2 separate regions of the Zea mays genome follow, and region 2 is linked to region 1. The links are chromatin contacts, called in public Hi-C maps. All regions are on one chromosome and are shown on one strand. Each heading gives the region's core, a stretch centred on a gene start, on an enhancer-like site or on the middle of the called end of the contact. The rest is flanking DNA. Distances are from core to core; before and after follow the strand shown. Region 1 holds the start of LOC100382242. Region 2 overlaps LOC103636193.

Evidence for each region. Hi-C and Micro-C count contacts between places; a contact is called where the count stands out from the background.
Region 2: a Hi-C map of endosperm shows a contact between it and region 1, with 2.1 times the contacts expected there. The contact joins the enhancer-like site here to the promoter of LOC100382242 in region 1. A contact is called at or near these places in 3 of 25 Hi-C or Micro-C datasets (endosperm and leaf).

The regions. Positions count from the first base shown.
Region 1 is chr8:155,576,386-155,582,454 of Zm-B73-REFERENCE-NAM-5.0, reverse strand. LOC100382242 reads right to left here and starts at 2,472. Exons shown (of 8, transcript NM_001366780.1): 1 at 2,115-2,472; 2 at 1,316-1,345; 3 at 775-904; 4 at 535-681; 5 at 316-446. The coding sequence starts at 2,381.
Region 2 is chr8:155,733,054-155,739,122 of Zm-B73-REFERENCE-NAM-5.0, reverse strand. LOC103636193 reads left to right here. Exons shown (of 5, transcript XM_020542667.3): 4 at 1,564-1,613; 5 at 2,540-2,989. The coding sequence ends at 2,582. Among protein-coding and RNA genes, the nearest start is that of LOC103636193, 14 kb to the left of the region's middle. Within about 2 kb of position 2,937, at least 5 of the 20 cell types and tissues checked have an H3K27ac peak or open chromatin away from gene starts, as enhancers often do. A contact at or near this core is called in endosperm, where this site is marked.

The sequences.
Region 1 (6,069 bases), core at 1,223-3,722:
GGAAATATGCTAGATTGCAAGAAAAATAAATAAATTTGGCATGGACTTAGCAGTTATCAGTAACTATGAATAAAATTGTTTTGCAAACATATCCATAAGAAGTCATTTCTTGACCAGTGGCTCCCAAATTTCACCAAGCACTATATTTCCACCTACTGTCAACTGTGAACTACAATCCACTATTGTGCACTAGCACAAGTCATGATTGGATAGTTAGTGGACAGTGAAACATATACACACCTTATACTAACACAACCAAAAGGATGTGATTGTGTGATGACGTAATCTGATGGTAATTGGGAGTTTGAGAAATACCTTGCACATAGGTGCGACAAGAAGCACACCATCCCATTCTTGTTGTTGCTTCAAGTGTACTTTCAGGGCAACTGCACCTCCCATTGACTGCCCCAAGAGAAAGTGTGGCAGCTCACACACTTCTTTCATGCCTGAACATTAAGTCATTATTATACCATGATACAAAGACTATATAATTATGAATATACACTTATACACAGAAGATAAGCCAAAAAAAACCTCTTATTCGTGCATACTGTTCAATGACATGGTCCACCATTCCATCAAAGCTTGCAATATAGCCATGGAGACCATATGACATGCCAAAACCAGGATAATCCATAGCATAAACTGCATAACCAGCAGCTGCTATCCTCTTAGCAATCCCTGTAATCTCAAGCTTGTTAATAATAATTAATAAGCATGCATGCAAAGGAATGATAAATGCAAATCAAAACATAACAGAAAAAGTAATGTCACCTTCAAAAAAGAAAGTGCAGGTATCCCCATATCCATGGCAGAAGAAAAGTGCAGCCTTAGTTGCAGTGCCCTCTCTTGGCAGCCAACTCTTCCAGAATATTTCAACGCCCTTTGAATTGGTCTCGTAATTCTACAGTAACTAGCAGTATCTATCAATACTCAAAGCAAGGAAAGAAGCTCTTGAATCAGCCCTGTTTGTATGAGCTTCTGGACAGCTTTTTAGTGTGAAAAGTCAATAGGCTTTTTCATCTAGCTTTCGAAAAGCCAGAATCCCGAAGAACCTGAGTTTATACGGAAAGCTTAAAAGCTCACTTTTCTGAGCTTTCATGAGGTTCTTGAGTCCAGAAAGCTAAAAATATCTTCGAAAATCTACTATTGGCTACTCAAGATGGAAAGCCTTTTTAGTTCAAACAAACAGGGACATGGTAAAGATTTTCCAACAGAAAGTTTGCTTGTGCCACAATATTTCAGCGAGGGAACTACTTGAACGTTGAACAAAATGGAATGCAAGGTCAATTCAGAAATCCCATCACGCCCGTACCTCTTCCATCTGGATTTCATTGTGAGCCATCTACAAAATGAAAAGTACGACAGAAAATGAGAAAAATGTGTCAACTGATATCGTATGAACCAATGTTACAAGGATACAAGATTAGCAATTGGAAGTTTGGAACTCGATAACTGATGCAGATGGTTCATCATGTTCTAAGGGAACCCTAGGAAAAGTTTTACTCTGAATAGCATGGGGTTGTGTCCAAACTCCTAGATAGTGTTTGGTTCAGGAGCCAGTTGAGATAGAGCGGCTCCATTGCCACCATTCAGGAGATTTTGGAAAGGCAAATGATTTAGCATTTGAGCATTTTTTAGAGTCACGATGTTCTACATGGAATCATCCAAACAACAATAAATTAGAAGCCGAGCGGCTCCGTCCTACCATACTCCGGAACCAAACACTTCTCTAATACGTCATGTTCTCTCGCAAAAAAAAAATATCACCTTTTTGTGTCATATTCCTAAATTAATTGCTCTAAACCGGATTAAGATTGAGATAGGCGAGTAATATGTCGAGTTGACAACTTGGATTATACTGTATAGAATTGCACGAGGGTACTGCAAATTGCACACTGAAGAACAGAGCTGCTCATTTCTAGTACTCAGTTTGTTGGGCAAGCAGCGGATCCTGCCAGTTGACAAAAATCTGCTCGCACCTAAATGAGGTGGCAAGCGCCGCAGTACTGGAAGCGTTCGACCATTTCCCAAAAAATAATTTTGACAGCTGATCCTCCGCTACAGCGTACGAAACCAAATCAAGCTAGGACGGAGCGACTTGCACATCGAACCTTGAAAAGGCAGTGGTCGAGGGTGGGGAGCACGGGCGCGAAGGCGGCCCGCACCCGACGCCGCGCGGGAGCCCAGTCCAGACACTGAGCCGCGGCGGCCCTCAGGTCGTCACTCGCGCCCTCCAGCGTCCGCTCCCGATGTGCGCCCTTCGCCGCAGCACCCGCGACCACGGCAGCGCGCCCCCGCGGGCGAGGCGGCGCCACAACGGCGACGCGCGGGCCGGATCCTGCGATCCGGTGCGAGATCGCCGCCATGTGAGGAGGCATGTGTGGCTGCTTGGCCGGCTTGTCGATCGGAGCTGTGACCTCCGCGCACGTGTTGCTGCGCTCTGCTCGAGATGGAATTTCTCGCGTGGCCTTGCCGGCTTGCCGTGCGCGTGGGCAAGTGGGTTTATGTCTCGTCAATGTCTGGGAGCTGGCTACTCCGGTCAGGAGTGGGGAGTCGGGTGCCGGGACTAGTCGGCTCGCAGACTGCACTCTGCAGTGTCGAGAGGCTTGTTTGACTTTGACCATCCGCGTTCTGAGCAGGCACTGCAGCCAATTTTTTTTTTTGCAAATCGGCCCTTTTTGGGTTTTTCCCATAATTATGCTCCTATCAGTTTCATTTCAAAAAATAAATCCTATGCTCGACGTCATCATCATTGACGCCGAGCTTCTGTGTGCCGGCGCCAATATTATTGGCGCCTGTCTGCGTGACAGAGATGCCTTGCTGGACGTGACGTGTCAGGGGTCGGCGCCATAGATCTTGGCGCCGACCCCCCTGGCGGCGGCAGTACACGTGTCAGGGCCAACTTTTCGCCAGCCACATCCACCCAATTTTTCGCCAGCCGCCCGCCGCCCTGTTCGTGCCCGCGCCGCCCTCCCACCGCGACGCGCCGCCCCGCCACGGGCCGGCCCCGCCCGCGCCACCCCCAGACGGCCACGCCCGCGCCGCGCCGCCCCGCCCCGGACGGCCCCGCCCGCGCCGCCCCGCCACCGGACGGCCCCGCCCGAGCCGCCCCGCCCCCGGCCGGCCACGCCCGCGCCGCCCCCGACCGACCCTGCCCGCGTCCGGCCGACCCCGCCCGCGCCGGCCCGCCCCGCAAGCTCCGCCGAGCCGCCCAACAAGCGTCGCCGCCCAGTCCCGGCCGCGCCCGTCCCACGGCCGCGCCCCGTTCCGGCCAACCCCGCGAAGCCCAGTCCCCTCCCGGCGCCCCGCCACCGGCCGTCGACACGCTGCCCCGCCCCGCCCCGGCGCCCGCTCCTCGCCCGCGTCGTCGTCGTCCATCCCCGACCCCGACCCCGACCGTCTAGGTAATTTTTATATTATTTTTGTTATTGTGTAAGCATTTTGTGTTCAATATGTTAGATTGTTTTTCTATAATTTGTTGTTTTTTGAATGTGATGAATGTTAGTTATTGTGATAAATGCTAATTGGATTGAATATTATGAAAGTGAGTCAAATGTGCATGTTTTTTATCCTCCCCGGGGAGGTGCTGTCAAAATTTTCAATTATTATATATGAGTAATTTATAAGGTGGTTAGTATATTAGTGGGTTGTGGTTATATTTATAGTTATGTAGCTAGTAATTAGTGGTTTGTTGTTAGGTAATAACCATCCACAGTTATATTGAATGTTTAATTGATGTTTCAAATAGATGGACAATTTTTTGAGCTTATATCATGGAGGCAATGTGGAACAAGATCCGTATGGAAATGCCAAGTTCATTGACATGCGACACGTGCCGGTACTATTCGATGGTAGACCCTCCTTGAGTGATGTGTTTACAAAGGCTAAACAAAAGCTAGGTTACCATGAAGATGATGACATTGCGGTTGACGGAGTGCTTAATATTGGTCATCCACCAAATGTCATAAGACGAGTCATCCAAATTGATTGTCAACTGGATTGGGATAATTATATTACTTCGGGTATGAAACCCATTTGCAACTCATGGAGGTTGTGGTGCGTCCGGTTGTAGTAGACCGTCCCCCTAAAGACTTTGATCGTGCTATCGATGACGTGCCAACTGTTCCTGATGCTCAATCAGGCCCCAATTTGATCCCATTAAGTCAGCCAGGAGATGGTCTGCAGACAGATTTAGCTGTGTGTATCCCTTTGGCACAAACCAGTTGCAGTAAGTCTTATTGGCATTACATCTTCATTTTGGACCTTGAGCACTTTGCTCATTCCATTTGACGTGGGACTGATCATCTTGTACATGTTGCAGGAGAGACCCCTACTCTTGTGGTTGATCCTCAGACCGAGGCACGTGGCTGCTTCGGTGATGGTTTTATTGCCTCCAACAGTCCTGAGTTTAGGAATGAAGAGGAGCCATATGCCTTTGCTATGGCTGCCGATTCAGATGATGATCGCCCGGTTGGTGAACTCACAGAGAGTGGCATTGAGATGTTGCAACGTGTTTTTCCAGATGGTCGGGATCCTAGAGTGCATGAGTTCAGTGATCTTAGTCTTTCTCATCAGGCAAATGCAGAAGGAAGGGATGATGAGCTGCTAGACGCTCCTGAGGCCGGTCCTAGCATGATGATTGAAAAGGGTAGGGTCTTCAAGGACCTAACTGCCTTGAAGAGGTGGTTGCAGCATTACGCATTCTTACGTAAGAGGCCGTATAGAGTACTTCATTCGTACAAGAAACGTCGTTACACGGTTGTATGCGACAAAGATAACTGTTCATGGAGGGTTTGTGCTAGGATACAAAAGATCACCGCAAAGTGGAAGATAACAAAAGTAGTGGGGCCACACACATGTGCTGAACATGAGTTAACGATGAAACATCGCCAATTGACATCAACCCTCATTGGGAAGCGACTTATGGGAATATTGCAGTCGGAACCAAATAAGAAGGTTAGGACAATCATGAGGATCATGGAGAATGTGTTTGATGGGTACAAGATAACATATGGTAAAGCTTGGAGGGCTAAGCAGTGTGCGTGGAAGATGATATATGGGGACTGGGAGTATGCTGGGATGATCTTTAGTGAAGTATGCAGCAGTGAAGATGAACTCTATATGATGCAATGTCCTTTGATCTGTTTCTAGTGTGTTGAGTGGCACCTACCTCACAGGGTTCAGAGACAGTTTGGTAGGAACCAGCTATGGTCGGTTGAAGATATTCCTACTTCTAAGGAGCTACACAAGTAAGTTTGCAATCTATAAATCCAGTTTGCAATTTATAACATCAATCATTCTTAACTTTGTGTTCTTTATATGATATGATTTGTGTGTAGATTTGACCGGCGGAAGCAAAAGAAGATAACGGACTTTCGTCAACATCATCTGATATTTATAAATGAATGGGAATCGGGTGCTGAGAATGTATATTCCAACGATGAGTTGCACAACAACAGTGACTACAGGCGGTACCAAGCTTGGTACCAGGGTGCGACTCGTTGTAAGCTTCGCCAGCAGTGGACAGCGGAAGACTACGCCGACATTGATTCTTCTGACGATGAAGAAACGGAGTATGACCTGTCCACTAGACTGGGAACCCAAGTGGAGGCGGCACCCATATTAGATCGAGTGGTAAGTTTAACTCGATTTTAATACTCGACATGTATAAATTGTATGTGTGATGCAAATTGTGTTGTACAGGGTAACACATTGCGACGGTCGGTAGAGGACATTGATCGCCAACTTTTGACTGTGGGCGACAGCAGCATGCGCAGCTTCTTGCAGGTAAGCCCACATGCAGCGTTTATAGCCTTTAGCTTGTTATGAATATTGTCGGCGTTTCGAGACTGGGGGGTCCCTGGGCCGACGAGTGAAATGTCGCCGCGTGCCCCAGCCCAGATGGGTCGGCGCGAGGCCGAGCGCAAAGGGGGAAGAAGGCGTCCGGAGACGGGCGTGAGAGAGGTGGAAATCCCGCGGCCTTCGTGTTCGTCCCGCGCCCAGGTCGGGTGCGCTTGCAGTAGGGGGTTACAAGCGTCCACGCGGGAGAGGGAGCGAGCGGCCTCA
Region 2 (6,069 bases), core at 1,688-4,187, 160 kb before region 1:
AATAATTCCAAGTGCCCCCGCACCTTACAGAAATGGCAGAGGAAGGCCGGCGAGCCCAGTGGCCCAGCAGGCCCTCGAACCCGAACGAGACGCCATTGAAGGTTGCAAGGCCGAGACTAGTTAAAATTCGAATTTTGAAAATTGGAACAGTCATGAATTTCGTCGCCATGAACTACGCCAATAGGATTAGGGAAAAGCAGTGATGAGGAAACCCTCCTGGAATTCGAAAACCTTGGGGACACAGCCCTTCGCCGAGAGGACGAAGACCACGAACCAGGGGCAGGCAAGCCCAGACGATTGAACGCAGAAATTCTGAGGCGAGACTGATGCGTCCCACCAACGGAGAACCTCTTATCGCTGCGAACCGGAGCCAGATTACGAGTAGGAGAGCCCAGACGATTGAACACAGATATTCTAGTCTTAGCCTGATGCTCATCACCACCAGAGAACTTAATATTGTTACGAATCGGGACAGCATTGGCACCGGTGAGAGGGAGCTTAACAATATCCGCAAAAGATAAACTCTTCCTGCCCCGAACATTCAGCCAAGATGCCGCTTCTTCATCCGTAAAAATCTTGAATTCATGTTTCCAGTTAGGGCCACCGTGGTTCCAAAGGTTGAAGAATGCTCTGAATTCCTTACGATCAATGCATCTGGAATTGTAGATATGGAAACCCACAACCATCGAAGAAACCGAGAACCGAAAAACCCGATCAGCGAGCTGAAGCACCTCAAAGCCAGACGCGAACCCACCGAGGGCGGCCTGGAGGAGATGACCAACAGAATCCGAGTTCAACTTGAAGATGCATCTGCCAAAAGAAACCACCAACCAGAAGGACGACCGAAGACAGGGGCGAGCAGGACAAAACGAAGAAGCCAAATTAAGCCTGAGGGAATCCTCGAAGGCCAACCCCGGCCGAAAGTCCAGGAGCGCGAGGTCCATGCTTGAAGAAACAAGAAGACCAGGGGGGCAGGGGAGCGCGAGGAGCGAGAGGACCTGAGCTAGAAGGGCCGAGATGGTTTGGACTTTGGATAGGTCCAATAGAGACCTCCAGAGGTACCGGTGCGTAGTGATATCCTAAGACATGATAGTAATGGAAGAGATGCAGGGGAAGTCCGAAGTTGACATGAGATGAGACAGTAAAAGTAAACCTGGAAGGATTGGAATATACTCAAATATTTAGCCTTAAATAAATAGGAGTGAATGGAAAACAACTATCCACGTGTCTAAACCTTGATTTGTGACTTCTTGTGTTTTAACTCTACCCCAACATGCTTGGGGCTAAAAGGCATTGTTGTTGCTGCTCTTTGACTTTCAGACACTCAGATATTCATTGATTTGATATGAGAAAACATTAAGATTTTTTTTTGTTGACTTTGATATCCAATTGAGTATATTTGGTTGCCTTTAAGTGGTATAAGCCAAGTTAACTCACATCCTCAAAGATATTAATTTGACTACAGTTCAGATATCAATTTTAACACACATCTTATCTAACCATACCTTAACAGTTGGGATTTCATTCAATAATCGTGATGGTTTTACTTCCATATATTTACAGGATCCTGCATCAGGCCTGTCCTCGAGGAACAAAAGGAAACTACATTGGGGGTATTTTTTTCATTATTGTATCATGCTTCTGCACTTCTATATTACTCTTAATGTCAGAATACAAGTGAATTATCCATATATCTTCATCAGCTTAAACTTTTGGGTTGAATTGTTTGGTGCATGCAATTTAATATGGTATTAAAGTTAGAGGTCTCGAGTTGGTATCCTGGTTAGTGCAAGTAAATAAAAATAATTGTTGTTCACTTCTATTCCACATCTGAGACCTGAGAGAGTCTTGATGTGAAGATTGACCTTTTACGTTGAACTAATGAACTATTTGGTGGATGCAACTTAATACTCCCTCTGCCCCATTATATTGGTCGTCTGAGCGGTGTTCCGGATTGTCTAAATTCATAGAATTTTTTATGTATCTGAAGCCCATTTGTGTCCTGGTTCAGAGAATATTTCATGTATGTGATTGAATGCTAGAACGACTAATATAATGGAACAGAGGGAGTACTTGTTTAGTACAGCCTTACTCCACTGCTTTACCCTTCATTATTCAAGGATTTGTTTGAATTGCACAATTCCAACGCAAACCTTTTATATTTTTCAAAAGGTTTGATAGCACTGGTCCACCTTTCATTTTGTTCAAGAAAGAAACACAGCCTGACTTGTCCACTTCGATATGTGGGGGAAAACTAAGACACAAAGGTTTCTCACCGCGATCTGGTATTCTGGTCATAGATATAATCTATCTGTATCGGCAACTTTAAGATTTCTAACAACTTTGTCTGCTGAGCATGATGTCTCTCTGCCATCAAGAAATTAATGCGGTTTGAACCACGAGAAAGTAAAGTTTAAAGTTCAGCATCGTGTGACATTACTGTGGCCACATTTCAGAAATGCCGAAGCGATAACCTGTTTATCACTTTCACTTGTGAAAGGCGCCGATGGTAATCCCATATGTGTCCCATCTTTTTCAGGCTTGACATTAAAGAACGATGGGAAAGAAAGGCAAACATGTAAAAATATCTGAAGATCCAACAACAAAAGCATATCCACACCGCACTCATTTGAAATTTGAAAGCTGAGGGACAAAACAAAGCGGCCGACCTTTTCCACGGATCATCATGTTGCTGGTAAAGGTTTGTCAGCTAGCAGAACTGATCAGTAAGCTAGTATCTAATTTTTCAGTGTTTTGTCTAACGTTTTCTCCAGACGTTTGGTTGGGACTTTGCTCTGTTGTATTGTCCGATCCAAACTTGCAAAGTTCAAGTGCGATGATAATTTGTTTATTGCTGTGTGATATAGTTTGGGTTTGTTTGTCCTCTTTTTGTGTGAGAAAAGGTACTGATGGTGCAACACAGGCCCATGTGCACAATGGAACATAGTTGTTGCTGATGATACTAGTGTATATAGAAGATTATTTCTCATATGCTTCTCGCAACTTGCTGGTGCGGCTTGTTTACAAGAATGAAGCAGGTGAAGGCAAATCGTGCAATAAGTTATCGACGGACCGCATACAGATCTCGCCCCCAGGATGTGCCCATTTTTAAATCCTCGAGCGCCTTTGGCCTGGTCCATCTGGGACCTTTTGCGATGGTTTCCGTTCGTACTATGCTGTCCTGTCAACGCAAGTACTATATATATGTACTTGAAGTTGTATCTGCAAACTTGCCAGCGAAGTGGTGGTGTATAAAAAAAATAAAGATTTGATTAAATGCTTCACGTTTGATAAAAGAATGAAGTGAGCGAGCGGAAATGCGCACGGTCGGAATCGGAACGTTGAGCCGGAGCAGACCGATGGATGGCAAGAGGTCAAAAGCGTTCATCACTCTTCGGAAACTACGGGCTCGCCGCCGCTGATACCATTTTCAGTGTCATCAGCAATTAAAATATGACAAACTGCGAAAGGGTAGAGAAACGAATATTCTGTGTACTACTACGAGTAGCTTATTGGGAGATTGAGAATACGGGGAAGTGGTAAAGAAAGGGGAAATGACATCTCAAACTTGGGGTGTTTGGTTTCTTTAGGGCTTGTTTGGAAGCATGTGAAATGGAGAGAACTGAGGGGGCTGTAATCCCTTGCTATTCAAAATTGAATAGCAAGGGATTATAACCCCCTCAATTCTCTTTATTCCACTTACTACCAAATAAACCCTTAGGGGGTGTTTGGTTTGAGGAATCATTACATCTAAAATGAGATGGTGTATCATGAGTCTATTTTTAAAATTTGGTTGGATGACCTCATTATTCGTATTAGTACTAACTAACTATGAGAAATGATGTGGTGATGGATGATGTGGTGATGGATCAACTCATTCCATTCTACAAACTAAACAAAAAAGTGAGAGTGAGAAGATGATAGACTAGCTCATTCCTCAAACTAAACACCCATATTAGTCACCCTTTTAAACTTTAGAAACTAAATATTAGTCTCTAGAAATACTATTTAGGAGGCTTCATTTAGGGGTGTTTGTTTGGGATTGTACTGCCCACATTATATAATCTATGCAGATTATAATCCCAAATAAACATCCTCTTATTCATATCGTTTAGTGGTTTATTGACTAAAAGTGACTAAAATTTAGTCAACTAAAGTTTAGAAGATGGGAGCCAAACACCCCATTGGTCTGTTCACGTTGGCCATATGTAGCAGTCGTGACACCTTATGTTGTCCAAACCCATGACCCGCCAGGCAGACCCTTAGGATGGCAATGGCAAAAGGGTTAAAGTCAGGGATAAAATTAAAGCAAAGTGCAATTAGTGTGCAAATAAGCTTGGAGGAGGGACATAAAGAAATGGAGCCAAACATCTTAATGATCATCTCAAGATGTATCCATACCGTAAGAGCAAAATGGCATGGCAAAGCAAGACATTTAGCCAAAGGTCATTAAGGTTTGGTTCTCAAGACAAAGGGAAAGTGTCAATGGAAAACGCTAAAAAGGAGCTTGCCTCTATGACGGTGTTACATGAATACCCACTATGCATGGTTGACCACACATGATTTGTAAGATTTGTTAGTGCACAATCTTTATTTAAAATGGTGACAAGGAACATTATTAGGTATGAGCTATGTATTGTTGTGTCATAATTTTGAGTTGTGTAATATTTATTAAATACTAAATAGTGCTCGCAAACAAATACTAAATAGTGTTTTGGCTAACTGATATTTCCTTAGGAAGGACATCATGAAGCAATACGAGACAGAAGAAGAAATGCATTGCTTTCATGGCAGGAAATAAGTGTAGGGTTGCTATCATTACTAATTGAAAAAATTTCCTATGTGCCATCAAAATTTATAACCATTCCTTGTGTGCCATTGAATGGCATATAGGGAAAAAAATTTTGTGTGTATGACATGTGGGGCTAGTGGCACACAAGGAATGAGTATAATTTTTGATGACACACATGTAATTTCCCCTTACTAATATGTGGACTTCATACAACCAAAAGAAAGGCTACATGGCTACCACAAACCATTATTGATCAACCATGGAAGCTTAGGAGCATTGTGATGAGGTAATGTGACTTGTTCATTGCTGAAATATTCATTTATTTCTAAAATAATGTAACAGACTAACATGATTGTTCATTGTTGTGCGTTCATTTACATGCCAAGTACACTTACTATTGAGGTTATTGCTCAAGAGATGATTGAAGTCGCATGGAATCTTGATGAGAAGGTATCAACTCTGACCATTGCTACAAATGATAAGGTCATAGCATCGTTAGAGTAAGATAGGGAAAGATAAACTTATGTTAGAGGGTAGCACATTGCACATGCGGTGTTGTGCCCACATTCTCAACCTGATTATGAAGGATGGTTTTGATATCATACAAAAGGCTATTGAAAGGATTCGTGATAACATATCTTTTTGGACAACAACACCAAAAAAATTGAAAATTGAAGAAATTGCTAAATTTGTGAAAATCATTATAACTAAGAAGTTATGCCTTGATTACAAACTAGATGGAACTTAAGATTCATTATGCTTAGTGTTGCCCTTTCCTACAAGGTTGTTTTTATCCATGCTATGCATGTTAAGAAACAATATGAATGTTGCCCTAATGAAGAATAATGGTCATGTGTCCATGATGTAGTTGAGAAATTGCACATGTTTTATGGAATCATCGGAATTTTCTCTAGAACTCAATTTTTTACTACTAGTACGATGTTTCCAAATATTTGTGAAATCAAAATGAATATGATGCATTGGTCAAGTTGTGGCAATGAAATCATAGAAGAAATGCCAGTTAGGATGAATGAGAAGGCCGACAAGTATTGGCTTGATGTGCAAGGTCTAATGAGAATTGCTACACTTCTTGATCCTCAATTTAAAACTGAAATGTTACTAGTTGTTTTTAAATCACCAAATTATCATGTGATCTGATGAATGAGTATCAACTACAAGATGATGAAGGTAACAAAGAACCATCTACCTCACCGCCTTCTATTGAAGATCCATTAGTTATGTATATTTCTAATGCTCGCATTGCTAAGAAGAGTTTT